7 separate regions of the Mus musculus genome follow, and regions 1, 2, 3, 4, 5 and 7 are each linked to region 6. The links are chromatin contacts, called in public promoter capture Hi-C maps. All regions are on one chromosome and are shown on one strand. The core of a region is the stretch at or near the end of the contact, and the rest is flanking DNA. Distances in the headings are between cores, read along the strand shown. Region 1 holds the start of Map2k3 (mitogen-activated protein kinase kinase 3). Region 2 holds the start of Sap30l (SAP30-like). Region 3 holds the start of Mfap3 (microfibrillar-associated protein 3). Region 4 holds the start of Shmt1 (serine hydroxymethyltransferase 1 (soluble)). Region 5 holds the start of Natd1 (N-acetyltransferase domain containing 1). Region 6 holds the start of Iba57 (IBA57 homolog, iron-sulfur cluster assembly). Region 7 holds the start of Gid4 (GID complex subunit 4, VID24 homolog).

Region 1 (3,902 bases), core at 1,217-3,716, 1.8 Mb before region 6:
AGTTCCTGTCAGGGTCCACATTGGTATGGCCTCGCCAAGGTCTCCACTTTGCACCAGTTGCAGGGTCACACTGAGGGAAGCATCCACTGTAAAGACTGCGTGCATGATAGGTGGTCCTCTGCTTCAGCAGACCTCACGCTCCAGTGAACATGGGGGTGATAGCCAGGGTCCCAGGGTCCCATGGCTCCCCTAAGCACCTCACATGGGAACGGGATGGAAGGAGATCATCATAGAACCTGCTGTAGCTGTGCTCTGCCAACATAGCTGTGCAGCCTCTGTGAATGGTAAGTGTTCCCCAGCCTCTGTTTATGGGCAAATGGGGTGATGAGTAATAAAGCAATGTATAACACGTGGAAAAAAGAAAAAAAAAAACCTCTTAGAGTTTTGGTGAATGGATATTGTCAGTTTCCCACTACAGCTATCTCCAGACCCCTAAAAGGCTACAGGGATTCTGGCCCAGGAAAAAGCCTCCACCCAAACCATCCAATACCATGTTACCTAACCTACAATCTGCAAACTCACACTCAGAAGAGAGGCCCGGAACGTCCAGTGCCAGGCCTCAAGTCACCAAGCACATGAAAGCCCATGGTCTCTCCCTATCACTCACAATCTCTCCGGCTGTGATCTGCAACTGCAACTTTTATTTTGGTGAGGCATCTCTTGCCTGGAAGAGCTGAAATGCCTCCAAAACAAACACTGCTTCCAAACCCTTCCTGAGTGGAGCAGCATCTAATTTCCTGGTTCTCAAGTTCCACGAGGTCTGCACTGCAAGGTCCTCCCCAGCCACCTCCCCCAATAAGTGCCTCCCTAGTTACTCACAGAAGTTGGGCAATGGTCAGGGATCTGGCCTCCCACTTATGTAAGATGCAATTACCCCGTCCACTAGGCTCCTGCAGGGCCATGGAAGCCAGCTGTAGGGGACCCAAAAGGCCCCCGCCTGCTCAGGACAACCTGACCAGGACCAGGACTCCTGAGGTTGAGGTTTCCTAGGTCAGAAGGAGAGAAGGCCACCACTGCACAAGTACCCTCTTAGGTGCCCGCCATCCCTGTCCTCTGTGCTCTGCAGCTGCAATCCAAAACTGGGCCCAGCGTTGCAGCAGGAAAGCTGGAGATAGTCAAGGAAGTGCAACAACTATTTGCCCCTGGGTACCTACTATGTGCTGGGCGCTATGCTGGGTTCTCGATCATCTCAGACGTGCTTGCTTCAAACCACTCTACATTCAATCTCACATCACGCCCCTAATATCCATTTCATTAATAAGTCCTAGACATGCCCAGAGACTAGCCAGGTGAAGCAGTTCAGAATTCAGAGGGTCAACCCATTCATATCTCCAGGTCCAGCTTGGAAATCTTTTCTGCAGATCAACCCTACTGAGTCTCTGACATGTCAAAAAAAAACATCCTTCTCTCTTCCTGGAGAAAAAAAAAAAGCATTCTGACCTCCAAATCTTGTCCCCCTCACTTCCCATGACAAATGCTGCTGCTGCAGCCCACGCAGCACCACTGCCACCTCACAGAAATTTCCAGGAAAGACAGTTAATTGGAGAAGGACAAGCTTTGCACAGCCAGCCCCTGGCCTGCTGCTAGCCCAAGGACCAAACAGCACGTCTAAGAGCAGACTAAGAAACACTAGGTGCAAGAATCGGTCAGCTCGGGAAACTCAGTGAGAAGACTGCAACTGAGTAGCAGGTAGCATGGGCAGAGCTGCGAAGTGGAGACGCCAGGAAGTTCTACAGGGACAGCCTTAGGGAGGAGTGCAGGCAGCCAGTGAGCAGGCCAGCAAGACATGGGGCAAAGGAGGATTCACAAGGATGGAAGGAGTTGGAAGAGTGGAGGAGCTCTGAGTAGACAGGTTTCCGGCATTGGGAACACAGCCCTGGGGCCCAGAGTAAATTCCAGCCTGGACAAAATCCAAGAGCCTGGCCTGAGAGGGCTAGAGCAGCCCAAAGACCCTCTAGCAGGGATCACTGAAATCCCTGAGTCCAGGATGAAGCCCGGAAGCCTAAATGAGGAGCTCACGGTGAGGCTACAGACTTGGGAGTGGAGCGAGAACTAGGTCCTGCCTGGGTGAAGTCCCACGGCCTAAGATCCGGATTCCAATAAGGTCCCGTGAGGTCCCGGGCTTGGGCTGGACCCAGTCCTGGGTTGGAGTGCAGACGTCTGTGCCCAGCCCGGAAGGGAGCCCAGGATCACGGGCGGACTCAAATTGAATGTGGCACGGGCCGCGCAACAGGGCGGGAGAGCCTACCTTTGGTCTGAGGCAAGCTGGCCGGCGGGCTCGCGGCGGGCGACTCCATGCTGCGGACCGTCGCGGCGGAGAGCACTAATCTAGAGGACAGCAGACTACACCGGGGCCGGGCGCGCTCATGGCTGCTGGTGGCTGGCAGCGGCGGCAGGCGATGGGCGACAGGCGACACAGACGCGACGGTTCCAAGCGTCCGAGGCGGGCGGCGCCAAAGCCACACTGGGCAGCGCCGGACGCCTGCCGACGGCGCCACGCAGGCCCCGCCCATCGTACTGATTGGCCCGCCTGAAAAGGCCCCAGCCTATCAGACGCCGCCCGGACTGTCACGCACAAACCCCACCCTCCAAGAGCCGGAATCCAACCCAGCTTTCCCCTTAGTACAGCTCGGCTCCGCCCTCTTGCCGTCTAGATGACTGCCCTACCCACTCGGGGGATTGTGCTGGCGTGGTCCTGGGTGCCCCAGCCTGTGCCCCCCTATGGCACAGCGTGTGCGGGTCGCAATCTGGAAAATCCCAAGATCTCTAGGGGGGCAGGGCAGGGCCGATGTGCTCCGTGGGGTTAAAAGTGTTCCCTGAGTGAGACTAGACTCCTAAATGGCTGAGCCATACCGAGGATGAGCGTCCATGTGCTCCCCTGAAGAGAGCGGCGACCACCGGCTTGCCTCCTAGGGCAGCAGGAAAAGAGCGATCCCACGGCGGGCGCGTGCCAGGTGAGTGTTCACCGACTGTGGGAAAGAGTTTACTGCGCCTTGCTGAACGAGCACGCGTTTAAGTCCAGCCTCTACAAGCACCTGGCACGCCAGCACCTAGGGAGCGGGGAATTCAGTGGCTAACCTTTGCCTAGTGACAAAGTAACTGGTTGTAACATTATAGCAGCTCCACTCTCCGGGCTGGGGAGTAGTCTCCGATTAAACAAAGTGTCATTCCAAACACTGAAATACCTTTTGCCAGCCTTGACTGGGGTTCCATCTCGGCCGTCGGTCGCTGAGCCTCTGTCCTCACACTAACCAGGAATCTCTGGGGTCGATTGGAAAGTCAGGTCTAGTGAGGGCAAGAAGCACAAGGTCAAGGAGTCAGTCGGAGCTGGAGTAAGTCTTAGCTCTCTGGCCAACACTCAGGCCCCGAATGCCTGGCTTGCATATTTGATTTCTACCGCAGCCCTCCTCCCGTGCCACGTGCCCCTCCCCATTAGGAATCCTGAATGTCTCATCCTCTGCTGAATCCCAAGGCTTAGCCCAGAGCCATGCACATAGTAGGTGCCTAAGAAATATTTAAGGAATGAACAGAGGAAGTAGGAAAAGCATGCCACAGACATGGGTAAAGTGACTAGTCCCGTGCCAGGCTCTTGGGCACCAGGGTGACTCAGACAAGGCCCTCAAACAGGAGGAGTTTAATGGGTTAGTCAGAGAACTTGACAAACAGCCCAGGGATCACAGACTCCATGTGGGGTGCTATAAATAGATACAAGAGTCCTAAGAGGCCCTGCCTCACCTGGGTGGGGTCAAAGAAGGTGACCTTCCTGGACTAGTCATCAGAAAGAGAGGTAAGAGACCATCCTTGGAAGAAACAGAAAGGCCAGGGCAGGGAGTGGAGACCTGCTCAGGAAGCCAGGCTAGGCTGCACCAGCAAGCCAGTCAGCTGCTGGAATGAGGGGCATG
Region 2 (3,984 bases), core at 303-2,802, 1.4 Mb after region 6:
CCCCGCCCCCAGCCTCAGTTTCTGCCACATCAGAAGTGTAAAGATCGGCTCCCTTTCCCGCTACCAAGCAATGTCTGATTTCCCCAAACCGTTGAACAGTAATCATTCAAACTCCTGAATATGAGAAGTTCCTTAACTCAGTCTCAATTCCTAACCTGGAAGCTGCCACTCAGGGCTTGCAGCAACAGATGTCAAACTGAAAAGTTCTTAACCGGTTGGCAGTAGGCACATCTTGAGGACCAGAGTAGGTGAAATCACTCAGGAAGTTTCTTATAATTAGCCACAAGGCATAGGGCAATCTCATTCCATTTTAAATTTGCACCTCTCCACCTCCAACGGCATTACCAAAGATGCTAATCCCCGCAAGAAAGCTGATTCCCCGCCCCCTTCAATCACATCCACAGCAAATCATTTAAGACCCGGCCTTGGCCTTATTTCTGCCACATCTCAGAAAAACTCATTCGCTGCCAGCGAAGCGGGCTCTGTGTTGCGCTGCAGAGACCGGAGGCCGCGGCAGACAGGAAAGTCGCGGCCACCTTGCTAGTGTCTGAAAGAGCGACAAGGTCCCTGGAGGGAGGACGAAGTTGGAGAAGATCCTCCCGGTTCCCTTGTCACCTCTTTTGCCCAATTCTTGCAAAAGTAACCCACCTCTCTCTGCTCTGCTATTCGGCGCAACAGTGACAGCTGGAAACTGCTGTCGCTTTCCCAGGCAGGGAGAGTGTGCCAAGCCCTCCCTGGTTTCCCAGCCCACCCTCGGGGACGCGGGCAGCGTCGCGGAGCACCGAGCGGCCTCCAAGAACCTGAGTCCCCTGTTTTGCACAGACTGCGCGGCGAGGCCCACCGCGCGGAGCGTCCCCGGGGTCCCTTCCCGCGGCCCTGCGCTATGCCCCGAGACTCACGCTCTTGTCTATGTCCAGCTTGAGTTTCTTCTGCGAGATGCTTTTCTGCACCCTCTTGCTGAAGGAGGCGTTGCCCGCGGGCCGGACGCAGCGCTCGCCGTCCGCGATGAGGCAGCAGCTCTGGCCGTAGCCCGGGGCGGCGGCGGGGGCGGCAGGGGGCCCTTCGCGGCTGTCCTCCTCTGTGCTGAAGCCGTTCATCTCCCCGCCCCGGCCCGGCCCCTCCGGGGGAGGACCCCTGTAGGCCACTCCGCGGCTGCTAGCCCCGCGGGGCAGCTCTTCGCCAGCCCCGCGCCCGGGTCCCACGGTGCGCCCTGGGTCAGGCGCGCTCCGAGCTCCGCGAGGCCCGGCTGCTCTGTGCTCCTGCAGCCCGGGCCCCGGCGGGGATGCACACGCCGAGGCTCCGGCCGGGGCTCACGAGGCTTCCCCCGGGATCCGGGCCCGGCCGCCCTGGGGCTCCCGAGGCCCCCGCCGGCTCCCGCCTGCTCCGCGCCGCGCGGCAAAGTCTCCACCCCGTGGCTCCCCGCGCGGGGGCCCGGCCTCGAACCTGCCGTGTCCGGGCCCCGCGGTGTGCTCGGGCCGCCCCAGCGCCTGGCCGCTCGGCGGCGCCCCGAGTCCCCGCGGCAGCCCCTGGGCCGCCCCGGCCGCCGCCCGCCCGACGCGCCGCACCACAACAGTGCGCTCCCCCGCCCGCCGCGGCACAGCGGAAGTCCCGCCTCTGTGCGCTCAATGGTCGTATTCTTTATGTAGGCGGGGCCCACGTCGCCGCTGGCAGTTCCCATTGGGCGCCATCGCTGCCGGTCTCCGGTGCCAGGCTACTTCCTGGACTCTGCTGGGATGGGTTCAAAGTAGAGAAAGTGCAAGAGGGAAGAGTTACCCGGGCTAGAGAGGACAGCGGGCCGCAGGTTTAGTCCTGGTTGTGGAGTGGGATGCTGAGATGGGTCTGGAGGGATGCAGGATGTTCTAGGCCGTTAGGATGGTAAATAGGGACCTCGCTCCGCGAGGGATGCTGAACGGGGTCTGGAAGAATGCAAGATGTCCTGGTCCGGGCCAGGAATGGTGAGCGAGGTCCTCTGGCTCTGGGGCGAGATGCTGTGTTAGGTCAGGAGGGACGCGGGGCCTCCACCTCAGGGAGTGGTGCTGAGCGGGATATGGAGGGTCGCAGGGTCTCCATTCCGGGATGGGATGTTGAGCAGGTTCCCAATCCCAGCGCGGGATCCTGAGCAGAGGTCCGGCTCCATAGTGGGGTTGTGAGCAAGCCGGTTATGGAACGAAATGCTAAGCCGGATCTGACAGGCCGCAAGGTCTCCTATGTTGAGTGGGGTCTGCGGGAAGCAGGGACAGACTTGCAGCAGAGATCACGTTCGCAGTGGACTGAAGCATCGACGTGCGGAGGAAAACTGAGGGACAAGGGAAGGGTATGGGAAGGAGACCTTAGGGAGAAAGTGCTGCCAGGAGAACAGACTGGGCAAAACGGAAAAGCCTGGGCTGGAGGATCTACGCGGCAGCGGGAGACAGGGTGCATGGTGTGGGACATGAAGCTAACGAGGAAGTGCATATGCGCGTAAAGAGGCACTGAGAGACAGGAGAGGTCGGACAGGTGAACTAGAAATCTTTGAGTACAGCGGGCACCAAGGAAGAAGGGACTTAAGGAGGAGAGCCCAGCGTCAGAGCAACCCTGGCCTGGGTTGATCTTCAGGGTGGACTTTGTGGGCTGAGGCAAAGGTGAAAAGCCCTTAGGCCACCAACGGAGGACTCACCTTCAGACTTGTTAGAGACTGATTTGTAGTTTTATTGCTTCAAGCTAACTCAGACCAACCCGGGAGGAGGCCACCGCACCCTGCCAAGACCAGGGTGTCACCTCGTCCTTGATGCAAGGACACAGGGAATTTTCTGAGGGTCGGGTCCTACAGTCAGTAGTGTTGTGGGGGAGAGGTATGGTTATGGGATGGGTGTCCGGAAAGCTCTTAAATTCTCTCCAGAGGTCTAAAAGTGCGTTTGTACAGTTTACTTTTATTAATTTCACACAGGAGACAGTATGTTAGAAAATACACCTACCAGATAAAAATTTAAGGCCACTGTGGGGGCTGAGGCTGTAATTTGGTGGCAGAGTGGATCAGCACACTCGAGGCTCTGGATTTGTTCCACATTACTACTTAAACAGGATGTGGCGGCACTGGCCTGTAGTCCCACCTTTCAGCAGGAAGATCTGAAGTTCAAGGGCATTCTCTCTCTTTTCTTAAAAGAATTATTTATTTATTTTATGGATATGAATACACTGTAGCTGTCTTTGTACTCACCAGAAAAGGGCATCAGATCCCACTACAGATGGTTGTGAGCCACCATGTGGTTGCTAGGAATTGAACTCTGGAATAACAGTCAGTGCTCCTAACCGCTGAACCATCTCTCCAGCCCCTCAAGATCATTCTTGACTACATAGCTCGCAAGTCAGTCTTGGTTTTGTGAGACCTTGTCTCAAAATAACAAAACAAAACAAAATGTGTCCATTACGAAATTGCTTATAAAAAATACTCTAAAAGTTACAAACGAGAAGAGGTGAAGCAAAATTAAACATCTTCAGAAAGTGTTAAAACTCACCAGCAACTCTGTAGCAAAGATCTCCGAGCGCTTGACAACGCCTTGTCAATGCTGAGTAATGAGCGCTCCACGGTGGTCCACACCTGCTATGCCACTGCTTGGGAAGTGTGTAGCGGGATCTGGAGTTCTTATTGAACTTGAGGCTAGCCTGGGCTATGTGAGACCTTGTTTCAAACAAAACAAAACGAGGATATAGAATTGCATATGGACTTGTGGAATGTGATGTGTGTGTATTTATTTTAAAATAAATAATACATGCAGGGTGAGAGCTGGGGAGATAACTGCTCTTCCAGAAGATCCCAGTTCATTTCCATTAAACCCCTACATAGGCTCTCCACTGCCAGAAATTCGAGCTCCAGGAAATTTGGCCTCCCTGGGAGTATGCTAGAGCCCCATCTCCAAACCAAACCAAACCAAACCAAACCAAACCAAACCAAACCAAACCAAACCAAACCAAACCCAAACAGCAACATTAACCAAGCTTTGGGGG
Region 3 (3,935 bases), core at 327-2,826, 1.6 Mb after region 6:
TTCCTTTCCCCAGTAACAGCTTCCCATGAGAAATTAGAGAAACTGTGTTTCTGAGAAAGGTCTCATGTAGTCCAGGCTGGCCTCGAATTTGCACTCCAAGGTAAACTTGAGCTCCCCTCCTGCCTGTACCTCCATCTGCTAAATGCTGGGATCACAGACCTGTGCCAGTACTTCACCTGGAAAATAATCTTTATAGAAATGTCAGTTATCATTTAGTGACTTACCATTTTAAAGCTACTTCTTTTTTTGAGAGTAGTTTTGATTTCTTAAATGGAATGTACTGGCAGTAGTAATCTATTTAAACAAAACTCTTCAAAATTCTTGGTAAGTTTAAGTGCAATGGACTCTAAGACCAAAATTTTTCAGAATTGTCACTATAATACTAATGGCAACATGTAAAAGACAAGACAGTTACTAGTGGCCCAAGATACATTCCTATACATTTTTCCTTTACAAAAGAAAACCAGAAGAAATCTTTTTTCTGGTTTATTTGTTGGACCAGACGTTTTTGTTTGTGACAGGATGTGGTTACTTAGCTCTGGCTGGCCTAGAGTTCACAATGTAGCCAAGGCTAGCCTTGAACTTGCAAATCTTCAAAGGAACAGGCATTTAGTAAGGTCGTAGAGAATATCAGCATACGGAAATGTAAAGAATTACTATTGAAAGTAAAGTCAAACATTTGAAGGGTTTTAGGAAGTGGCAGTTACATCTGAACACTGATGTAAGGGATTGAACAGAGGAGGGGAATCTGTTCCTTTTTTTTTTTTTTTTTTTTTTTTTTTTTTTTTGTGCTCAGGATCAAACCCAGGGTCTTGCACATGACAGGCAAACGCACTCCCACTTAGCTATACACCAACACAACACAACAGCGAGACACTCGAAAGCAAGTCTTTAGGGTTTCAGGTGCCCCCCCCACCCCATATTTTAACACAATTTTGCTTAATGTCTTCTTGGATAAACTGCCCAGGGACAAATGAAGCGATGCACTGCACATCTAAAATTACAAATCAAAAGCATATCACTCTCCTGCTTAGAAACTATCAATTACTTCCCATCGAGTTCCAAATTTTAAGTCAAACGCCTGGTCACCGACCTCACAAAGACCCAGTGCCCAAGTTCTCCGCCCCCCCCCCCCCCCCCCGTCTCCCTTTACTATTTATTCAAAACCTCTACTCCTCCTCCCTACAGGCAGGCTTCCCCCTTCTCACTTCCTCACTCAGTTCCGTTCCATCACCGCATTTAAACTTGGACGAAAGCACTTAACTACCCCCTCAGATTCCGTTGTTTTGATGGTGGTGGTCTCCCTTCCTCACCACCTTTGCAGTGAGCTGAGAGCAGGGCCCGCCCTGAATTCCCAGTTTGTGTCCCGGATCGTCGCTGGCCCTCGAGTATTCTGGAAATACCTCATGGCGGAACCCCGACACCCACACCCAGCCTTCACGGAGGGCGGACATCCTGGCATCCCCCGTGTCCAGCTTCAAGCATCCTTTACCTCTCAGGAAGCCACCGGAGCAGCGGATTCACTCACCTCTCTGCAGTCAGCGCCTTCCGCCCTAGAGGATGCTTGACCCGGAAGTACTCCTCGACGGCGACCCCGCCTCCGCGCTGAGGTCAGGAGTACTTCCGCGACGGTCGGGTCGGATCGGCGAGCGAGCGGCGGTGGCCGCGGTGAGGGGCGGTGTCGGGGTTGTGGGGCTTCCGGGTGAGGGCGGCGAAGGCTGGGGGGTCTCGGGGTCACGGGTTGAGGGGCTGCAACGCTTCCAGCCATGTTTGGTGGGCTTGCCGGCCGAAGGGCTGGAGAGCTTGTTTACCTGAGGCCTGGGGGTGGGACCTGCGTGCGGACGTGCGGAGACGAGAGACCCGCCACGTTAGCTGGGGAGTCGCCGCAGCCTGCAGCTGGGGCTCCCTGTCGCACGGACCGGCGGCAGCGCTGACCCCAGGCTCGGCTTCCAGCTAGTCAGCCACGCCAGCCACGCCGCCTCCGGGTAAAGGCGATGGTCACGCGTGTGCTCTGGGCATATTTGTGTCTCGACTGTGAGGCGCCTTGTTTGACTTCTCCAGTCACCTGGATTGTTCTCCTCCAATCAGGAAAAACCATACCCGGAAAACATTAAATAGTACAATTCCGTATGTCTGGTATGTGTTTAATCTTACTTATAGGAACGGTGGAGAGGGACATCACCACTCACGAATCTTGTCTCCTGACTCAGCCTAAACTCTTGGCACGTCCTCGATGCTTATTAAAATCTCTATTGTGCAAGTGAAATAATAGGGACAGCTGGAGTTTACTAATCGGAATGTTCTAGTTTCATAAAATTTAAATGAACGTATGCAATATGTGCGTTCTATTTGCTTACATAGAGCAAATCGAGAGACTATATATTATATGTTGTAACTCGGAGAAAGAAGAAAAAGGTAGCTCTAAAACAGTGTCTATACAGCTGCAAGAACACCTTCTGAACTTTGGGCAAGCATGTCGGTGTCTTTTTGTTAGATCAGCCTTTGGACTGACAGGGGCAGAAATTGCCTTACATATCTTCTCTGTCTCCAGAACTGGGTCCATATGCAAAAGGTTCTTGCCATGAATAAGTTAAACGAGTTATTTTTCTATTTTTCTGAGTTAGTTTGCATGGCAATTGGTACTTGTGTATGGAATTTTTTTTTTCTATGAGTTTTTGGGACAGTTTAATATATGCATATCGTGTACCCATAGAGTCTAGGCAACACCTTTTTTTTTTTTTTTTTTCACGTGGAAGAGGTTTTATTGGGAGGGAGAGACAAGATGGCAGCAGAAAAAGAAGAGGAGAGGAGGGAGAACACTAGGCAGCATATTCTTGGTCTACCTTTCTAGCCTGTCACCCTTGCTTCTTCCCTAATAGAGACATGACTCTAGGGGATTATATCATGGCTCCCTGACCTTTCTTCTGTGCTGTCTCCATACCCTTTGTTTGTTTACCTTCCTGTTGCTGTGATAAGATACCCAGACAGAAACAAGGAAGGCGATCTTATTCTGAGTCACAGTTCGCTTGTCCAGTGGCAGGAAGGTCACGTAGGAAACTGGTCACTTTGCACCCACAGTCTAGAAGCCGAGAGCAGGGAATGCTTGCCATCAGCTGGCTTCTCCTTTTGACACCTTCCAGGATCCCAGCCTTTGTCATTGTGCCACCCACAGTAGATGGGTCTTCCCGAGTCTGTTAACCTCAGCAGGACAGTCTCCACAGATGTGCCCAGAGGACTCTCTGGTGGTTCTAGGCATATCAGTTTGGCAACTGAGATTGACTGTCATAAGCCTGAACTTTTCTTTATCTCATTGGCATTTTCATTCGTTAAAATCTTAAGCATATTTAAGGTAGACATTACAAACACAGATGCATGCATGGTCTAATTGGATTACTATAAAAGAATACTATAAATTTGGAGATACTAGAGTATGAGAGAATGCTGTTCAAATGCGAAAGGATTCAGCAGCCATTTGGCACCAGATAGGTCTTACCTACTTAAGTGTCCCTGTTGCATTATCTTTTACAAGGGGACCTAGAAATGTCATTTTGTTTCTATGGAAGATGAGACTTTAAATGTTAGCAACTAATTAAAAAAAAGGTTTAAACAGTGTGGACTAATTAAAAACCCCTGTAAGTTGTAGTTAGCTAACAGACTTCCAGTTTGTGATCACTGCTCTAGGTACACTTTATGAATCATTCTCTGATGCTTAGACTGTCTTCTCTATTCTTTAAGTTTTGGTGTGTGTGTGTGTGTGTGTGTTTTGAGACAGTGCCTCACTATGTAGCTATCTCTGTCCTAAGACCTACTTTGTAGACCAGGCTGGCCTTGAAATCTCAGAGGTCTGCCTTTGCCTCCGTCCTAAGTGCTGGGATTGAAGGCAAAACGCCACTAAGTATTTTTTGTATGTTCTTCAATTATTGTGCTATAACCCA
Region 4 (4,300 bases), core at 582-3,081, 1.6 Mb before region 6:
CTAGATCCTTGGACTTCCAATCACAGCTGCTGTTGACCATTGTTGGGGAGTTGGACTTCAGATTCTAAGTCATCAAAGACTACCCATAAGTTCTGTGACTCTAGAGAACCCTGACTAATACAGGTACTTAAGAGAGAACAGCACAGAGAGAAAAGAAAAAGGAGGAGGAGGAGGCAGTTTTGCTGGGACAGTTAGAGAGAGACAGGTTGCAGAGAGAGAACAAGTTAGACACAGGTGAAGTCAGAATCAGCCAGAGAATGAGAACATATTGTCAAAGTTACACTTTACCTGTATGTATACGAAGGTGCTAAATCCCCTGGAACTGGAGTACGGATTGTTGTGAGCTGCCATGTGAGTGTTGGGAATTGAACCCAGGTCCTCTGGAAGAGCAGCAGTGCTCTTAACTGCTGAGCCATCTCTCCAGCCCTGTGGGGTTTTGTTTTTATTTTTATTATTTAAATCTATTTTTTTTTAAATTAGGGGCTGGAGAGATGGCTCAGTGGGTAAGAGCACTGCTGCTCTTGCAGAGGGCCAAGGTTCTGTTCTCTGAACCCTTGTGGTGGTTCACAGCCAACTATAACTCCAGTTCTAGGGGATTTAACACCCTTTTGCCTGCCTCTGCCTTCTGAGGGCTGGGACTAAAGGCTGCACTACTACCTCCTGACTCTAAAATGATTTTTTAAATCTTATCATTTTAAATTAATTTTGTTACTAAACAATGTATTTTTATATTTTTATGCACACATGGCAATAATATATATTTAAAAATTTATTTTATTTATATATGCAAGTGTTTGTCTGCATGTATGTGTGTACCACATGCATGCATTGGCCACAGAGGTCAGAAGTGTGCATCAGAGCCCCTGGAACTGAAGGTATAAATGGTTGTGAGCCACCCATGTGGGTACTGGGAATTGAACTCAGGACCTCGGCAAAAGCAACAAATGCTCTTAACCACTGATCCATCTCTCTAGCCCCATGGCAATATGATTTGCTTCATTCGTTTTTACTAGCGTGTGTAACACAAACAACGCAAACTCTTGTTTAGGCTAAGCAGGCTCTCTAACACCGAGCCACACAGCCAGCCTCATTTTAATATTTGAGACAGCCAGCTAGCCTGAATCTTGGTATTTAGTCAGGTTGCCCTCTGTCTCAAGATCCCTCTGCCAAAGCCTGTAGAGTTCTGGTCATGCCAGCTGGGTTTTTGTTTGTCTTGTTTGTTTTTTTGTTTACTTATTTATTTGAGATAGGGATTACTGTGGGCTGACACCAGGACCCGCGGTGGTGGCGCACGCCTTTAATCCAGCACTTGGGAGGCAGAGGCAGGTGGATTTCTGAGTTCGAGGCCAGCCTGGTCTACAGAGCGAGTTCCAGGACAGCCAGGGCTAGACAGAAAAACCCTGTCTCAAAAAACCAAAAAAAAAAAAAAAAAAAAAGATCTATTTATGTCAGGCATGGTAGCACATACTTTTAATCCTAGAACTCTGGAGGCAGATCCCCTGGACACTTGTGCATTAGTTACTGGAAACTGAACCCGAACCAGGCTCGATCCCCAATCCTATCCAGGTCTTCTGGATCACAAAACACTCCTACAATCAGCAATACTGCCCAAAAGTCCCAGGTCCCAAGGTAAGGAACCGCCCAGTCCCCTCCTCCTTCCCACCCCCTCCAGTTCAGAGCTCTTTTTTTTTTTTTTTTTTTCCGTCAGGCTTTGCCCTGCTCTGAGCGCGGGCGAATCGCGCGTGGGCAGCTGGGGGCGGGCTCTACCTGGATGCTCCCACTGATTGGGCCGCTGTAGGGGCGGGGCGGGACCAGGCTGCGCTGGGGAGAGTTTAGTGGAGCTCCGGCCTCTGCGCGCCAAGTTTGGGTTTCCCCCGGACGTGGTGTGTCACGTGGTGGGGAGGCTGGTTCCCGGAGCACGTGCTGGGCTGTTAGGACAGCCCGCTGCGGGGTTCCGGCTGGAGGTGTTGCTGTGGTCACTTTCCGCGCGCTCTCCAGGAATTCGGCGATCCACTTGCCTCTGCCTCCCTAGTGCTGGGATTAAAGGCGTGCGCCACCACAACGCGTTTAGTCCCTTTCATAAAGACCGGAGGAACAGACGTTTACGGCCAGCTCCCGAAACCAAGTGAACTGGAGGCCACCCTGCACCAAGGGTTGGAACCTTTTCACAAAATCCACGCTCCTAATACAAGGTATGTAATTTCTAATCTTTGCGATTGTTTCTTTTTGTTTTGTTTGAGGTGTGAGTGTCACACATGCTGTCCTCGAACTTGATGTGTAGCCAAGGATGACCTTGAACTTCTAATGGTTCTGCCTCCACCTCACCAGTAAGAGCTATCGCTCTCGGTTCATGTGGTGCTGGGATGGAACCCCTTGGTTTATACATGTTAACGAAGCTTCCGAGGTTTGTCTGTAATCACTGCTTTTGATTTACTAGTACAACCCTGATTATCTGCAGTGCGTTACTCTATCTAGGGGACAGGTTGGCTTGTAGCGTTCTTAGCCCAGTGCCTCTATTTCAAGGTCTGGAAGTTAGGTGACCTTTGGTTAGCTGAAGCAAGCACAAATGTGTTTAATTGAGCCAGGCAGTTGCTGGACCAGAAACACCAGTTTAGGCTCCGTACAGAATACATTTAAAATTTCTTCCTTGAGGGGAAATTGAATGGAGGTGAGTAATTGTGTTACCCAGGATTCTGGGAAGCACCAAAAGTAAACAGGAGTTCACATTCTGCCTCTGTTATATGACCTTAGTTAAAGCCACTCCAAGGCCTTTGAGAGCCTCCTCTCTTTATAAAGCAGGGCACAGAGAGACTCGCACTGTTCCTGTCCCCATTACAGCCTAACACGTGGGTATGGACTTTGGCAGACCTATAGACAGTAATAAGGAAATGCTGTATGTTTTCCCCAAAGTTAGCTCAAAAACGACAGTTCAGCAGCCAGGGCTCTGCAGAGAGACCCTGTCTTGGAAAACAAAATAATCAAAAGTCTATAGTGTGAAGATCTTCTTCCTAAGTAAGCCCTAAGTAAGCCAGGAGTGGTGGTGGCACACGCAGGAAGATCTCTGTGAATTCAAGGCCAGCCTGGTCTACATAGAAAAACCCTCTCTAAAAACATAAAACTAATGCCCTGGCCTGGGTATTGTGGTGTATGGCCTTTAATCCCACCCAGCAGACAAAGAGGTAGAAGTAGGCAGAGTTCAGTGCCAGCATGGTCTACATAGTGATTCCAGGATAGTTCTATATGGAGACCTTGTTGTTGTTGTTGAAAACTATTAAATACCTGACTGAGGCTAGGCCTGGGAAAGCAGCTTGGTTGGTAGAAAGCTTGCCTGGAATGCAGGGAGCTGGGTTCAGTCCAGCATCCCATGAAACTAAATGTGCTGAGGCGTGCCTATAAGCTGAGGACTCCTGAAGTGGGTGGGCCAGAACTTTCAGGCTCTTCTCTGCTATGCCAGTTCTGTGCCTGCCTGGGCTACATGAAACCTTGTCTTTAAAATCAATCAATCAATCAATCAATCAATCAATCAAGTATACACTAAGCTTCTTGAGCTCCTTGAAGAATTCTGAGCTAGCAAGATGGCTTCTTGAGTTAGGGGACTCACAGACAAGCCTAATGGACTGACTTTACCCCTAGGAACTTCCTTCTGTGTGTTGTAACACGTGTACCTACACCTGTACACAGTAAACAAATGGGATTTTTTTTTTAAGAATTTGAACTTTTTTTGTAGTTCAGAGAAAACTAGCTTATTTTAGTACCTTATTTCAGGAAGGACATATATTAGTTTAGTAAGGGGATGCACTACTGTGATCCGACATAGTGGTAAAAGCAGGGTGGGAACCAGGCAATCCCACGCTCTGCAGGCTGAGGTGGCCCAGTCTTTGAGTTCAAGGCCAGCTTGGTCTATAGAACAGTCTAGCCAAGACTGTTACACAAAGAAACCCAGTCTCCAAAAACAAAACAAACAAGCAAACAAACAAAACAAAAACCCCACCAGGTGGGACACTCTGGGGAGAGGCGTGGGAGCCACTGGGCTGAATGCTCCTGAGTGACACTGGGTTAAATGTTCCTGAGTAAGATGTCTGGCCCTCTGAAGAGGATTCTAAGTGGACCTTCGTTCTTTGATGGTTAGGAGATTTGCTCTTCACATTGATTAGGTCCTTTCTAACCTCCAGCAGTTAATGTTTAATGAAAATGTTGTCCTTGGGATTTGGGGAGCAGAGGTCCGAGCCTGACTGGTGTGTGGATTCTGGTTCCCACTTGCCAAGGGCCCAGACAGGTGCTGGGATTTCATGGGTTCTGA
Region 5 (4,045 bases), core at 1,297-3,796, 1.8 Mb before region 6:
TGCACTCCTGTGAAGCAATACCACAGGCACAGAGAGCTTCCTCTGCTTTGCTCGTTTGTGTCCCCACAACAGCACCTGCTCCACAGGAGATGCTCAATACATACTCCATGGATTTTCAAGGGCACCCAAGTAAGTCAGATCCACTCGCTGGTCCATCCTCTGGTCCTCGTGAGACTCAAGCAGGCACAGCCACGGGGAAGCTTGCTTCTGACACTGAGTCACTCAGTAACTCCAGCAAATGTTTTCATTGCTCACGTCGTTCTTTTGTTTTCCAGAAAGGACTTTATGTATTTGGTTTGGGTGGGCAGGGTTTCATAGAGCTCAAGCTGACGATGTAGCTGAGAAATGCCTTGAGCTCCTACCTTCTTTACCTCCCAAGTTCTAGGATTACAGACCAGCACCATCGCTGGCTCCCAGAAAGAATTTCTGTAGAGCTTACAGACCCCAGCAAGGAAAGAGACAGAAGCAAAGAAGAAAGAGTCAAAGAAAAGAATCTGGACTGTGCTTAGCCAGTGGATCTCCACCTTCCTAAGGCTTCGACCCTTAATACAGTTCCTCATGTTCTGGTGACCCCCTCCCCCAACCATAAAATTATTCTCATGGCTACTTCATAACTGTAATTTTGTTACTGTTATTAATTAATGTAAATAGCCATTCTCCAATGGTCTTAGACAACCACTGTGAAAGGCTGGTTCGAGGGTCACAACCCATAGGTAGACAACCACTGTGCCAGGCCCTATTGGAGGCTTATCAGATCAGACTCTCCCCTGGTCTAGACTGGCTGGTCAGATGCCACGTCTGTAGACATAAATGCACAGGAGGACTTCCCCAGGAAGTGGTGCTTGGGCAGTAGTCATCCAAAGGCCCAGCAGCCTGCAGATGAGTGGCCTGTTCAGACACTGTCCAGGAACATATTTTGACCATCTCCACTTACATTCTTTGGAAGTGACGTCACCTGAGACTCACAGGTTTTAATCTTCCTTGTTCACAATTGCCTCCAGCTCTGACTCTGCCAACCAGGCTCCAGGCCCTCTATGATGGCTGGATCCCTTTCAGTCACTTTGCATATAATGACACACCTCCGCACTGCCTTCTGTTTACAAACGCTGTGACACAACACCCACTTGTTAAAAGGAAATTATTTGCTCAGAAAAGATTCTCTCAGTAGTATGTCTGACCCCCCAACCAAGCAATAAAAATGATTGGAAGAAGGCAAATAAAAGATTGGGGGGGGGGGTTACAGAGGAAAGTGTTCATTAAATGGGGACTAAATGGCCTGGCAGCCTGGGCAAAGGTTCAAGAGTCAGTCACTGCCACTAATGACAAAATGCCCACTGCAACTTACAGAACTCTCTGTGGCAATGTGAGGTCGTACACTTGGAAAAGGATCTTGCAGTTTTTCACAAAACAAAATATCCACTGGCTATAAAACTCGGCAGTATATTCCTGAGAGCTACCCTAAGGGAATGCTGGCCAGACGACATCCACAGCCTGTTACTCATAGCAGCTCCAAACCAAAACAACACAACAACCCATTAACACGTGATGGAAAACTGGTACCTGCTTCCTGGGAAATCTCTGACACACTGGTGAACATGATAGCAGCAACAACACAGCTGATGACAGGTGGAAGCGAAGAAACCAGATACGAAAAGGTAAATACTGTGTAGTTCTTAAGAAATAGGATGTTCTTAGGAAAAGCTGTTTAGTCAATAGCGCTAAAAGTCAGGGAGCATAGCTACTTCAAAAGGAAGAAATCAATTGGAAGGGAGCCCACGGAGATCTCCATTTAGCTGTAAAATGCTTCCTTGTTGGTCTGTCCCCCGCCTCTCCCCCACCCCCAGCCCCCGCCACGCACACAGACACACATTTTGTACAGGTTTGAAGTTACAGCCTTCAAGCATTCCACTGAGGTACTCAAACTTTAATGTCTGTGTGGTGGTCTCATAGATGTGGACATCAAATTTGCACGGTAATTAACAGAATATGATTCTGTGAACATCCATGGTCGGCAAGCTTTCCTAATACTGTACTTCTAGAGAAACACTGGCTCCTGGGTAGCTAGCTCCCTAGGGACCTCATATTTCTGGCTTTCTTTGGGAGGGGTGGCTTTTCACCCAGTCCCAAACATGCCTAGGGGTAATCTCTCAATATCAGCTACAGCTGCCCGAGTGGGTGGGCTGCATAGCTCCAGCCCGCACGATTCCAGCAGAGAGTAGGTTTGCCTGTCAACACCTTGCATTTGACGTTATCTATTGCCTCAGGCTTGCAGTGAGGCTAATGCCTAATATTAAATGGCTGTCGCGGGGAGGATCTAAATTACCCCATAGGTCATTGCGTGTTTTGCATATGGGTCCGTGTGGGTCCTAAAAGTCATTCTGGGGCATTCGGGAGGACAATCGGCGCCCTGGATGGACCAGCACATCATTGTTGAAGCCGCGAGCGAAACGGGCAGCGCGGTCTCTTTAAGAGACGCCAGGAATGTATCCAAACAGACAGTGCGCGCAGCGCACGTGACTCACAGCTGATTTCCGGCCCCGCCCCCTTCTCCGGCCCGCGCCGCCGAAGAGTCAGTTCGCTGCGGCCCGCGGTCCCCAGTGTCGGCGCGCGCGATGGCGCACGCTACCCCGCCGAGCGCACTGGAGCAGGGCGGCCCCATCCGCGTGGAGCACGACCGCCAACGCCGCCAGTTCTCCGTGCGCCTCAACGGTACCGAGCTGCCTTTGTTTGCGCGCGCGCGGGCGGGACGGGGCGGGACCTGCGGGCGGACGGACAGATGGATCCCGGGGCGGGAGGGCTCCCGAACCCCCCGACTGGCACCGCCGGAGCGCGTCTGCCCGGGCAGCCCGCACCTGCTAGCGCAGCCGGCCTCCGACATCGCGGACGGAGGGCTGCCACCCTGGGTCCCAGAGAGCAGGTCACTGGTGGCCTGCCACCCCCACCCCCCGGGTGTTCGGTTGCTTCCTGCCGCCGTGGAGGAGCCTGCAGGGGCCTGGGGCATAACCTAGGGAATATGTGGCCTGGAGGAGGAGGCGGGTAGGTGATTCTGAGACTTTGGCCAGTTTGTCTAGTCAATGTGTGCATCGGTCTCCCGGAATCTGCAATGGGGATAGCTGGAGTGCAAACCGCTTTGGATGAGATGCTGTGGCAGTAAAAGTTCAGAATGACACATTTGGTGCACAGCAAGTGCTGATAAACATAGATAAATGGCTACTTTTCAACAGATAGAGAAGTCAAAGCCTCATCTGTAGCGTTTGTACCAGCAGACCGACACTCCTCCCATTGATTCTAGGGCTGGAAAAGATTGTGGAATATGGGACCTTGAGCTCTCTGTAGCCCACTCCTCCCAGCTGGGCCCTCTGGGGAGACCCGACTTAGCCACTGCCCATATTATTTTGATTGGAAGGATGCACCACTTGAGTGTGGTCGGCCAGTAGGTAGGTTGTAAGCAGTCAAGCATACGCAGCCTATCCTGACTTCCTGAGCCAACCTTCTGTGACCTGCACTTGGAGGCCAGGTCTCCCGTTTGTGCCACCTAACCACCGTGGGGGCAGCTATCACTTCCTGTGTTGTGACATACCGCCCCACTTACAGATGAGTAAACTGAGGCTGGGAGTGCAGGAAATGGGACCTGCCCAGCTTTAACAAGACCAGAGGCATATTCAAATCAGGGCCCAGCTGCCCCTTGCCCTATTCTTTCCGTAGAGAAACAAGTCCTGCTGTCATGCTGATGGTAGCTCAGCTGACTGTGACACTTGGCCCTGATCCCTTGAGAGGCCTTATCTGAGGGTTTGTTTGTTTTTTGTTTCTTTTTTCTTCAGATCCTCTTTTCTGAAGTTTTCTTAGTTCCAGTGAGGCTTTTAGTTCCTGGGGACTGTGGAGGCACATCAGATCCATAAAGAGAAAGGCAGAAGCCTTAGGCTTCTCTCTCTTTCTTTCTTTCTTTCTTTCTTTCTTTCTTTCTTTCTTTCTTTCTTTCTTTCTTTCTTTCTTTCTTTCTCTCTCTCTTTCTTTTCCAAATGGGTCCAGTCAAAAGGACAGTACT
Region 6 (4,293 bases), core at 511-3,010:
CTAAAGCCAGATCTTATGGAGGCATTTTCTTAATTGCGGTTCCTTCCTCTCAGATGACTTTAGCCTGTGTCAAGTTGACATAAAAGAACTATGCAACACATCTACTTTCTTTGTAGGTTTTTCTCTCAACTGTTAATTTTCTTCTCCCCTTCCCACAAGATAGGGCTTATTTGTGTATCCCTGACTGTCTTGATACTAGCTCTGTAGACTAGCCAGGGCTTACAGAGACCTGCCTGCCTCTGCCCAGCCAATGCTGGTGTTAAAGGCATGCGCCACTACCAAGCTCCAAGTCCATTTCGAAATTCTTTTGTTAATAAGACTAAGAACACACAAAAGGAACTCCAGTTTCCCTGGTAGCAATATGATCCAGTATGCCCCAAAGACCCAAGAACAGGGACTCAAAGAGACATCCGTGTAGTTGTTTTCATAGCAACACTTTTCCTGGCTCCAAGAATTGGAGACCTCCCAAGTACCCGTTGCCAGCTCAGCACATAGGGAAAGGTAGGCATTACCGTAATAAAAAAATTTTTTTTCGATACAGGATTTCTCTGTATAGCCCTGGCTGTCCTGGAACTCACTCTGTAGACCAGGCTGGCCTCAAACTCAGAAATCCACCTGCCTCTGTCTCCCAAGTGCTGGGATTAAAGGTGTGTGCCACCATGCCCAGCTATAAAATACAATTCTTAAAAAGGGAAGGGAATTCTGATACGTGCTATACTGAGGATGGGTGCTCCATGAAGAGAGCCAGGTGCAAGAGGACAGGCACTGGTTCTCAGAGGCTTCCAACCCACAAGGGCAGAAAGCCAACTGTGGGCACCAGCGGCTGAGTGTGTGTTCTGGGAGGAGTCAACGTTCTGGAGTTGGATGATTGGGAGATAAAAAGTTCTGGAGTTGGATGATAGTGAGGGCTGCGCAGCCGTTTGAACAATGCCGATATAAATGCACTAAAAGTGGTCTCGCTGGCTGGCTTTCATCAACTTGCCACAAGCCTAGCGATATCTGGGAAGATTCAGAAAACGCCTCCATAAGCTTGGCCTCTAAACAGGTCTTGGCTTATATCACATCAATGACTGATGTGAGAGGGCCCAGCTCACTGTGGACAGGTGCTCCTGGGTCGTATCAAAAAGCAGGCTGGACAAGCCATCAGAAGCTGGCCGGTAAGAGCCCTCTTCCAGGGCTTCTGCTTCAGTTCCTGCCCTGAGTTCTCTCTGTAAGTGGGTGTGACCTGAGAGTTTTCAAATGAAGTGAACCCCTTTTCTTCCCAAGTTGCTTTTGGTCATGTTTAGTATAGCAATAACAAAGTAACAGTGGTGAAGATAATACATTTTATACTGTTCGTATTTAACCGTGAACAAGGAAATGCCTAACTTTTTTCCTCCTTTTTTTCTGGGCAGTACTGGGGATGGGAACCATGGCTTCCTGCCTGCTAGGAAATGCTCTACCACTGAGCTATCTATCTTCAACTTTTTATTCGGAGACAGGATATTCATTTTAAGTTGCACAGGCAGGTCTTGAACACGCATCCTCCTGCCTCTGCCCCCCGAGAGGCTGGCTGGGATTGCACACCAGGACCGAGGTAAGATGGCAGATTTCATGTTTACTTATTTACCACGACCACAAGCGGTTTGACCAGGAGCCAACTAAGGAAAGGGTCACCGGGTGGCTCTAGCCTTGGTGTTTATCTGGGCTTGCGCACCCATCCACTGGCTGAGGTCCCGCCCACTTTCCCCCCCACGCACGCGCGTCGCCAGCCGCCGCCGCCGCCGCCGCCGCCCGGGGCCGCTGTGGTGCCCGCCTTCACTTAGCGCCCAAGATGGCAGCGGTGGCGCTGCTTCGGGGCGCGGCTGTGGGGCGCAGAAGCCCAGCTTGGCACTGGCGGCTGAGCGGGACCGCGAGTCACTGCCTAGCCCGTGGCTTTGGCCTTCTTGGCAGCAACCCCGCGGACGGTGTGGCCTGGACTTGCTTCCGGCTGGACGGGCGCGCCTTAGTGCGCGTGCGCGGCCCGGACGCTGCACCCTTCCTGTTGGGACTATCGACCAATGAGCTGCCGCTTTCGGGGCCTCCGACCGGCGCGGCTCAGCCCTCTGCGCGTGCGGCGTATGCCCATTTCCTGAATGTGCAGGGACGCACGCTCTATGACGTCATTCTGTATGGGTGAGCTTGGGCGGGGCAGCAGGGCGGGGCAGTAGGGTCGTTAGAGTGCTGAGGGAGCAGACCTCCAGAATCCCAGGAAGGATGTCCAGGATAAGATTTCTAGGGAATACTGGCTAGACACCCTTGGGAAGAGGCATAATTAGATTATTCTGGAAATGACTTTCTGAGGACAATCTAGACTTAGGGAAGGGGTCACCTAGAGGCGGATGTCCCATGGAAGGCATCCAGGTTGCGCTAGTTACTTGCACAGAGCGTTGTGCCTGGGACCCCAACCAGTCAAGTCAGAAGCTTCTGGAGTTATTTTCAAGATGGGTGCTTCAGCTTTGTCCCTCCCTCCTCACTTCTTAGAAAGATTTCGCTGGTTCGTGGGACTTTATTCAAAAAGCCACTCTCTGCACAGCCTCTCCACAGTGACAGATTGTCCCAGTGTTCTGAGAATCCAGTTTTTCCCTTATTTCTGGTTCCTCTTTGCAGTGCCAGCTGTTTGCCTGTATGGTCTCATTATCTATACAGCAGACCTGACTGTGACTGTAAATAGTGTTTGCTGGCCAGTCTGGGCAGGGCCTGCGTCTATAGCATTGAGTCTTCAGCTGCTCACCTTTATAGGATCTAAGTCGTGAAGTCTCAGCATTGTCTAGTAGGCATGTGAAGACCCGCCCTCCCTATCCTGTCCCTGAGCTGTCCCTTGACTCCTACCAAAGTCCAGGCCTGGCTGCCTGTCTCAGCTACCCGGTGTCTTTCCAAGTTGGTTTTTGGTGAGCCTCTTCAGTAGCCCCTAGATGCTCATTGGGAGTATATGGGGAATCCTCATATCTGGAGAACAGTTCCTGAACCCCTGAGGGTAGCTATTCCAGGATGAGAGTGGTGGATGAGAATTGACAGCCATGGCACCACTATCCAGTAGTTGTCTGCATTCTGTGGGGGGAAATCTAGAGTGCCTGTCTCCAGGTGCTGAAAGGCCACAGTGATGTGCTTCCTAGAGATCCTTTTCCCACATTACTTCGCTTAGTGAATCTCTGAATCTAGAACTGTGTCAGCAAATGACAACCCATGGGCCAGACCCACTGTGATGCTTTGGCATATAGAGTTCTGTGTGAACCCTGGGATGGTGTCTTCCAGGCAGTGTTCGGGCTGTGGTGACTCAGGGCCTTAAGCCTAAGCCAGTCATTGCCCTTTGTAGAAAACATGCATGGACTCCATACTGGAGCCTTGGATCTGCCTGTGTTTCCAGGTCGCCATCATCTCTCCATGTTACCAATAGGCAGCTGGAGTTGATTCAAGCGCTAGTCTTTGGTGGCTTCCATTCCTCATGGTGATTGGCAGTGGTTGCTAGTATAGAAGCAGTTGCCCTCTCGTGTTAAAGACCCTAAGCGTCTTCAGCCTTGGTCCTGCATGTGTTTACAGGTCTTGTGGACCTCATATAGGGATTCCTCTAGTCTTGGCAGCAGCCAGTGTTACAGCTCTTGTACGGGCTATGGAAGTTGAGATTCCTTAGCTGTTGATACCAGCTGTTGTCACTGCTCCTCTACACAGGGTCTCAGACCCTTGGCTCTGAAGGTTTGATTGGCAGCTCCCTGGACTCTTCAGTGACTTGGGTCTGCAGTTTCTCTTCTCTGGCTCTTTGTAATCGTTTCTCCTTCTTCAGTCTCAGCTTGCTATCACTCTCTGTCTGCCATCTTTCTTCCTGCCCAGGCTGTTGTTGAACTGCTCAGCTGTCGCTTCAGCTGTCAGACAGCTGGCAGGCTTGCCTTCCCTGCAGCTTTGGCTTGTCAACTGCTCAGCTGCTGCCGCCACCACTGCAGTTCCACCGCCTCTGCTGACCTCTGCTGTCTCTGCTGCTTCTTTCTGTTACCAGCCCAGCCCACACTACAGAAAGCAAGAAAAGAAAATGGAGAGAAGCCTTTTCTCGGGCCTGCTGCTCCCACACTGGGGCAAAGCTCAGGAAAGTCTTCCCACAACCTCACTAAGTGAGCCTTCACAGCCTGTTTGTATCGCCCCAGAAAGGATGTTTGGACCAATCACAGACTTGCCTATCGGCAACCTTCGTAATGACTGAGGATTGTGTTTTGGACAGCCATAACGCTGCATCTTTAGCAATAGTTACAGCAGATCCTCTTCTAGGCTACCAGGGAGCTGCTG
Region 7 (3,842 bases), core at 1,129-3,628, 1.3 Mb before region 6:
TGAATTAAAAAAACAAAAAGCCTAATTTTTTTCATACTATAGTATCACATCTTAAGGAGGAAAAAAAATGATTATCACAGTAGGTAACAAGACTTGAAATAACTCAGTCACAGCTTTCCAATGACAATAAATACCATACTTCATGATAGAGCTTTATGGGGAAAAATTACATTTAATAAGAGTATGGTTTTCCCAATCTCAAAGCTGAGAGAACTATTTCTACAAATGGTAGGAAAGAAAAGAGCTGATGAGTGTGCTGCAGTTAGAAAGCAGAGACACTCTCGAGTCTTTGGAGTGGGAGATCTATTTGCTCAAAAGAATCTGAGATGGGAAATTAGAACCAAGGGTGGTGGATGCTGTACATGTTCAATATACATCTCCCCGGGCCCTGGGGCAGTATGCACCTCTAAACCTCTGGCTTTCAAGGAACAAGACTTGGGGAACTACCTAGGAGGTGGCATTAGGAGAAAGCACACAAGGTGGGACAGGGAATTGGTCTTCTGGCAGACAGTTTAATACCTAGAAAGAAGAGTATTGTGGAGAGGGGAGATAGATAAAAGAGAAATATCTACTCCCACCAATCTCCTTCAGTTGGGAAAAGCTTCAAGGGGGAGAGAAAGAGGTGGAGTTCTGGAAAAGAAAGGCCCAGAGAAGATGAAGCTGAAGTTTCAAAGTTGTTCAGGGACTGGCAGCCACCAGCCAGTACTCAGATATCCAGGTCAAATAGGGGGAGGTAAGTGGACACAAAACAAAACTGTGTTAGATTTCCCAGTACTTAGGCATCTGAGGCTCGGAGGAAACTCTGGAGCTATGCAGATAACAATCAGCAACACTACAGCCAGCAATAGCAACCAGCTAGATCAAGGTGCGAGGTCTGGGGAGAGGCCAGGGGGACTGCCAGGGATGGGAAGGAGCCACAGCAGGGTAGGGTAAGAAGCCTGGGACAGGAAGCAAAGTGTAGCAGCGGATGCCTATGAACTGACTGACGCCGGGTTTTGGTACTGGAAGGCCCCACGAGACAAGGTCTTAACACTAAGTGGTGCAACTGGAGATATTTGGGTGTGAGGCTCCCTGGTCTTTGGGGAGCCTCAACCTCTGTGGGTTGTCTCAGCCAATGGAGGGAGGTTGGCCACCTCTCCCCCGTCAGCAGTGGGCTGACTGAGTTCTCCTAAGGAGCAATGTCCCTGGCACTCAGGATGGAGTTGGGGTCAGAGGAAAAGCTTCATTCCGGGAGAATGTGACACTGGCCGCTATCGAGAGGTACTGAGTTTGGGGCAGCCAATGGAGAGTTTTTCAGGATCCGACAGGGACTGGTGGGAGGGCTGGCTGGTGTAGGGAGGACAGGACTTGGGAAGAACCGACTCAGGCTAAAGGACGGCTAGTCATGGGGGAGCTTCCGGATGCCCAAGCCGGCGAGTCAAAGGCTCTAAGTGTGGGACAGTCTTCGGGGTCTGTCGGAGACTGGCCACTACAGGCTCTGAGTCTAGGGGTGGGCTAGGGGTAGGGTTCGAGAGTGTGACATCAGCTGGGCAGGTCCCGGTGGGAGGCGCCGGGTGCAGGAGGCCCCGGCAGTGAGAGGGCCTGGTCCGCGGCTGAGGGCTCGAGGAGCCCAGGGCAGGCCCGGCCCGTGAGCGCCGCGAGGAGGCCCTCGGGCCCGGCCTTGCCGCCTGGCGCTCACCTGCAGCACCACCTCTACGTCGTACGAGTTCCCCTTGCTCTTCTGGTGGCCACGGAACTTGGAGCCGCTGTAGAGCAAGCTGGTGGCCACGCCGGGCTGCTGGGTGTTGATGGGCGGCGGCGGGATGAGTGAGGCCGCGGATGTGGTTGAGGCACCCGCCGGCGGGGGACACTCGGTGCGGACCGGCATCGCGGGGTCCCCCGGAGCCAGGGCTGGGGGAGGGGGAAGGAACCGCCGCCGCCGCGCGGGAGCCGAAGCTGCGGGGAGGGCGGACCCGGGCGCGCACGCGCGGGGGAGGGGCCGGGGAACCACCCGCCCGCTGAGGCCAGACCAAGCGCTCGTGTTGCCACCTGGACCCGGAGACCTGCAAGCAGGGCCTCCCAGACCTGAGCTGGGTCTCCCTTCCCACTTGCCCTCGCGGGTACACACACACACACACACACACACACACACACACACACACGCACGCACGCACACACACACACACGCGCATACACACTCACTCACTCATACACACGCGCTCACACACACACGCGCGCGCTCACACACACACAAACACACACACACTCTGCAGCTTCCAATTGGCGCGGGCGCGCTGGAGAGGCGGGAGCAAGCTCACGCGGCGCTTCCGCCCATTGGCGGACAGAGAAAGCACGTGGCGCAGAGCGCGAACGGCCCTCTGGGACTTGTAGTTTTCTTCCCGTGGCGCGGCATGGAGGGGGCGTGGCGAGCACGTTTATGATGCTGATTGACGGGGGCGGGAGTGGCGCGCAGCGGGGCGCACGGCTGCGACGGCGCGCCGTAGGTGTCATGAGGAAGATGGCGGCGTGCTGAGGAGGCTGAGGGCTATGAACCCTTGGTGAGAGGTTTCCGTACAGAACCAGCGAGGGGTGTGGGGTTCTCTTCGCTCTTTTCCTGTACTCTGTTTCCACGCATGTGTCCACCCAGGTCCTTGGGCAGGATGTGGCGAATCTACCCCCGGCTGAGGGACCGGTGGCGCGGTCTCTTGGACCGGCGTCTCAGTGACCCCACCGTCTCAGTATGGCCGGGGCCAGCTCCGCAGCCTCCGGCCCGGGCCTATGTCCCGCCAACAGGTGAGGCCCGGACATAATGTGACTTTTTGGTCAGGAGCCAAGTCGGGCTCACCTGGAGGAAGGTTTCTGACGTGCAATGCGGGGTGACAGGCAGGGTTCAGGCCTATGCGAATATTTAGAGCAACAGAGTTCTGTTTCAATTTGAAAAATGACATCCAAACAAGTGCGAGGGTGACTTTAGGGGACACAGCGTGCCCAGGACACGAGATATTTGGCTCTTGAGGCTTTTCTCAATTTCCTTTATTTTTTCTTTTCTTTTTATTTTTTCGGGGATAGGATTTTTCTGTGTAACCCTGGCTGCTCTGGAACTCACTCTATAGACCAGGCTGGCCTCGTACTCAGAGATCCTCCTGTCTCTAGTTCCTGAGTGCTACCACCACTACCACCACCACCACCACCTCCCAGCTTCAGGGTTTTTTTGTTTGCTTGTTTGTTTGTTTGTTTGTTTTTCCTTTTAAAGGGGAGCAGGTGTCTTAGTTGGATTCAGAAAGGAAAATTTGGGCTTTCAATCAGGACATCCAAGGTCACAGAGCAGACTGGTTGAGGCTATGGAAGGCAAAGACTGACCTGACTGTGTTGTGTCCTCATGACTGTGTTGTGTCCTCAGGACCCAGCAGAAGACTTGGCACAGAGGCAGGCCTTAAGTCTTCCACCACACACAGCACACTTCCTTAGGGGTTTGCGGGCCCTCTGTCCTAGTGCAGTGCCACAGCCTCTGCATTCTCTGCAGCTTTCTCTAAGTGGGAGTTTATGCCAGGCTTCTTTGACCTACTAAGGACTGTAATAAGACTGAAAGAAGGTTATTTCATTGCTTCTGAAAGAGAGATTGCTACAAGTGAGGTTCACTTCAGTGAATGAAAAGTAGTGATGACCTCTCTAAATTCAGTTAGTTGTTTTGTGTTGAGGGCATGTGGTCTCACCTGAATGATTCTCAACATCAGATGCAGGATTCATTATGCTTACGAAACAATAGTTTGCAATATATTGTGATATGGGAACTATGAAGGACTTAAGAAATCACAAGGATGAGCGTGTACAGGGTGATTGAAAGGGCATTTAAACTGGGGCTT

What was found. Promoter capture Hi-C pulls out the DNA fragments that hold promoters and counts their contacts. Capture Hi-C pulls out chosen DNA fragments and counts their contacts.
Region 1: a promoter capture Hi-C map of liver shows a contact between it and region 6, with 6 times the contacts expected there. The contact joins the promoter of Map2k3 here to the promoter of Iba57 in region 6. A contact is called at or near these places in 2 of 39 promoter capture datasets (liver and pre-B cells).
Region 2: a promoter capture Hi-C map of pre-B cells shows a contact between it and region 6, with 7 times the contacts expected there. The contact joins the promoter of Sap30l here to the promoter of Iba57 in region 6. A contact is called at or near these places in 2 of 39 promoter capture datasets (liver and pre-B cells).
Region 3: a contact with region 6 is called in a promoter capture Hi-C map of hippocampal neurons, with 3 times the contacts expected there. The contact joins the promoter of Mfap3 here to the promoter of Iba57 in region 6. A contact is called at or near these places in 2 of 39 promoter capture datasets (hippocampal neurons and pre-B cells).
Region 4: a promoter capture Hi-C map of adipose tissue shows a contact between it and region 6, with 3 times the contacts expected there. The contact joins the promoter of Shmt1 here to the promoter of Iba57 in region 6. A contact is called at or near these places in 1 of 39 promoter capture datasets (pre-B cells) and 2 of 9 other capture datasets (adipose tissue and liver).
Region 5: a promoter capture Hi-C map of pre-B cells shows a contact between it and region 6, with 3 times the contacts expected there. The contact joins the promoter of Natd1 here to the promoter of Iba57 in region 6. A contact is called at or near these places in 3 of 39 promoter capture datasets (liver and pre-B cells) and 1 of 9 other capture datasets (liver).
Region 7: a contact with region 6 is called in a promoter capture Hi-C map of pre-B cells, with 6 times the contacts expected there. The contact joins the promoter of Gid4 here to the promoter of Iba57 in region 6. A contact is called at or near these places in 8 of 39 promoter capture datasets (3T3-L1-derived adipocytes, HPC-7-derived erythroid cells, hematopoietic stem and progenitor cells and 4 more) and 2 of 9 other capture datasets (adipose tissue and liver).

Annotation. Positions count from the first base shown.
Region 1 is chr11:60,930,618-60,934,519 of GRCm38.p6, reverse strand. Map2k3 (mitogen-activated protein kinase kinase 3) reads right to left here and starts at 2,466. Exons shown (of 12, transcript NM_008928.5): 1 at 2,249-2,466. The coding sequence starts at 2,297. It overlaps Map2k3os (mitogen-activated protein kinase kinase 3, opposite strand), which reads left to right and starts at 2,653. Exons shown (of 2, transcript NR_027800.1): 1 at 2,653-2,954.
Region 2 is chr11:57,799,205-57,803,188 of GRCm38.p6, reverse strand. Sap30l (SAP30-like) reads right to left here and starts at 1,552. Exons shown (of 4, transcript NM_001081168.1): 1 at 900-1,552. The coding sequence starts at 1,097. It overlaps 2010001A14Rik (RIKEN cDNA 2010001A14 gene), which reads left to right and starts at 1,722. Exons shown (of 4, transcript NR_131042.1): 1 at 1,722-1,955.
Region 3 is chr11:57,516,306-57,520,240 of GRCm38.p6, reverse strand. It overlaps Mfap3 (microfibrillar-associated protein 3), which reads right to left and starts at 1,576. Exons shown (of 3, transcript NM_180599.1): 1 at 1,529-1,576. Fam114a2 (family with sequence similarity 114, member A2) reads left to right here and starts at 1,597. Exons shown (of 14, transcript NM_026342.3): 1 at 1,597-1,668.
Region 4 is chr11:60,808,796-60,813,095 of GRCm38.p6, reverse strand. It overlaps Shmt1 (serine hydroxymethyltransferase 1 (soluble)), which reads left to right and starts at 1,831. Exons shown (of 12, transcript NM_009171.2): 1 at 1,831-2,192.
Region 5 is chr11:60,912,293-60,916,337 of GRCm38.p6, reverse strand. Natd1 (N-acetyltransferase domain containing 1) reads left to right here and starts at 2,546. Exons shown (of 3, transcript NM_025294.5): 1 at 2,546-2,709. The coding sequence starts at 2,613. It overlaps Gm39830 (a long non-coding RNA gene), which reads right to left and starts at 405. Exons shown (of 2, transcript XR_879908.2): 1 at 105-405.
Region 6 is chr11:59,161,212-59,165,504 of GRCm38.p6, reverse strand. It overlaps Iba57 (IBA57 homolog, iron-sulfur cluster assembly), which reads left to right and starts at 1,760. Exons shown (of 3, transcript NM_173785.6): 1 at 1,760-2,154. The coding sequence starts at 1,814.
Region 7 is chr11:60,415,681-60,419,522 of GRCm38.p6, reverse strand. Gid4 (GID complex subunit 4, VID24 homolog) reads right to left here and starts at 2,378. Exons shown (of 6, transcript NM_025757.4): 1 at 1,679-2,378. The coding sequence starts at 1,867. Atpaf2 (ATP synthase mitochondrial F1 complex assembly factor 2) reads left to right here and starts at 2,489. Exons shown (of 8, transcript NM_145427.3): 1 at 2,489-2,772. The coding sequence starts at 2,613.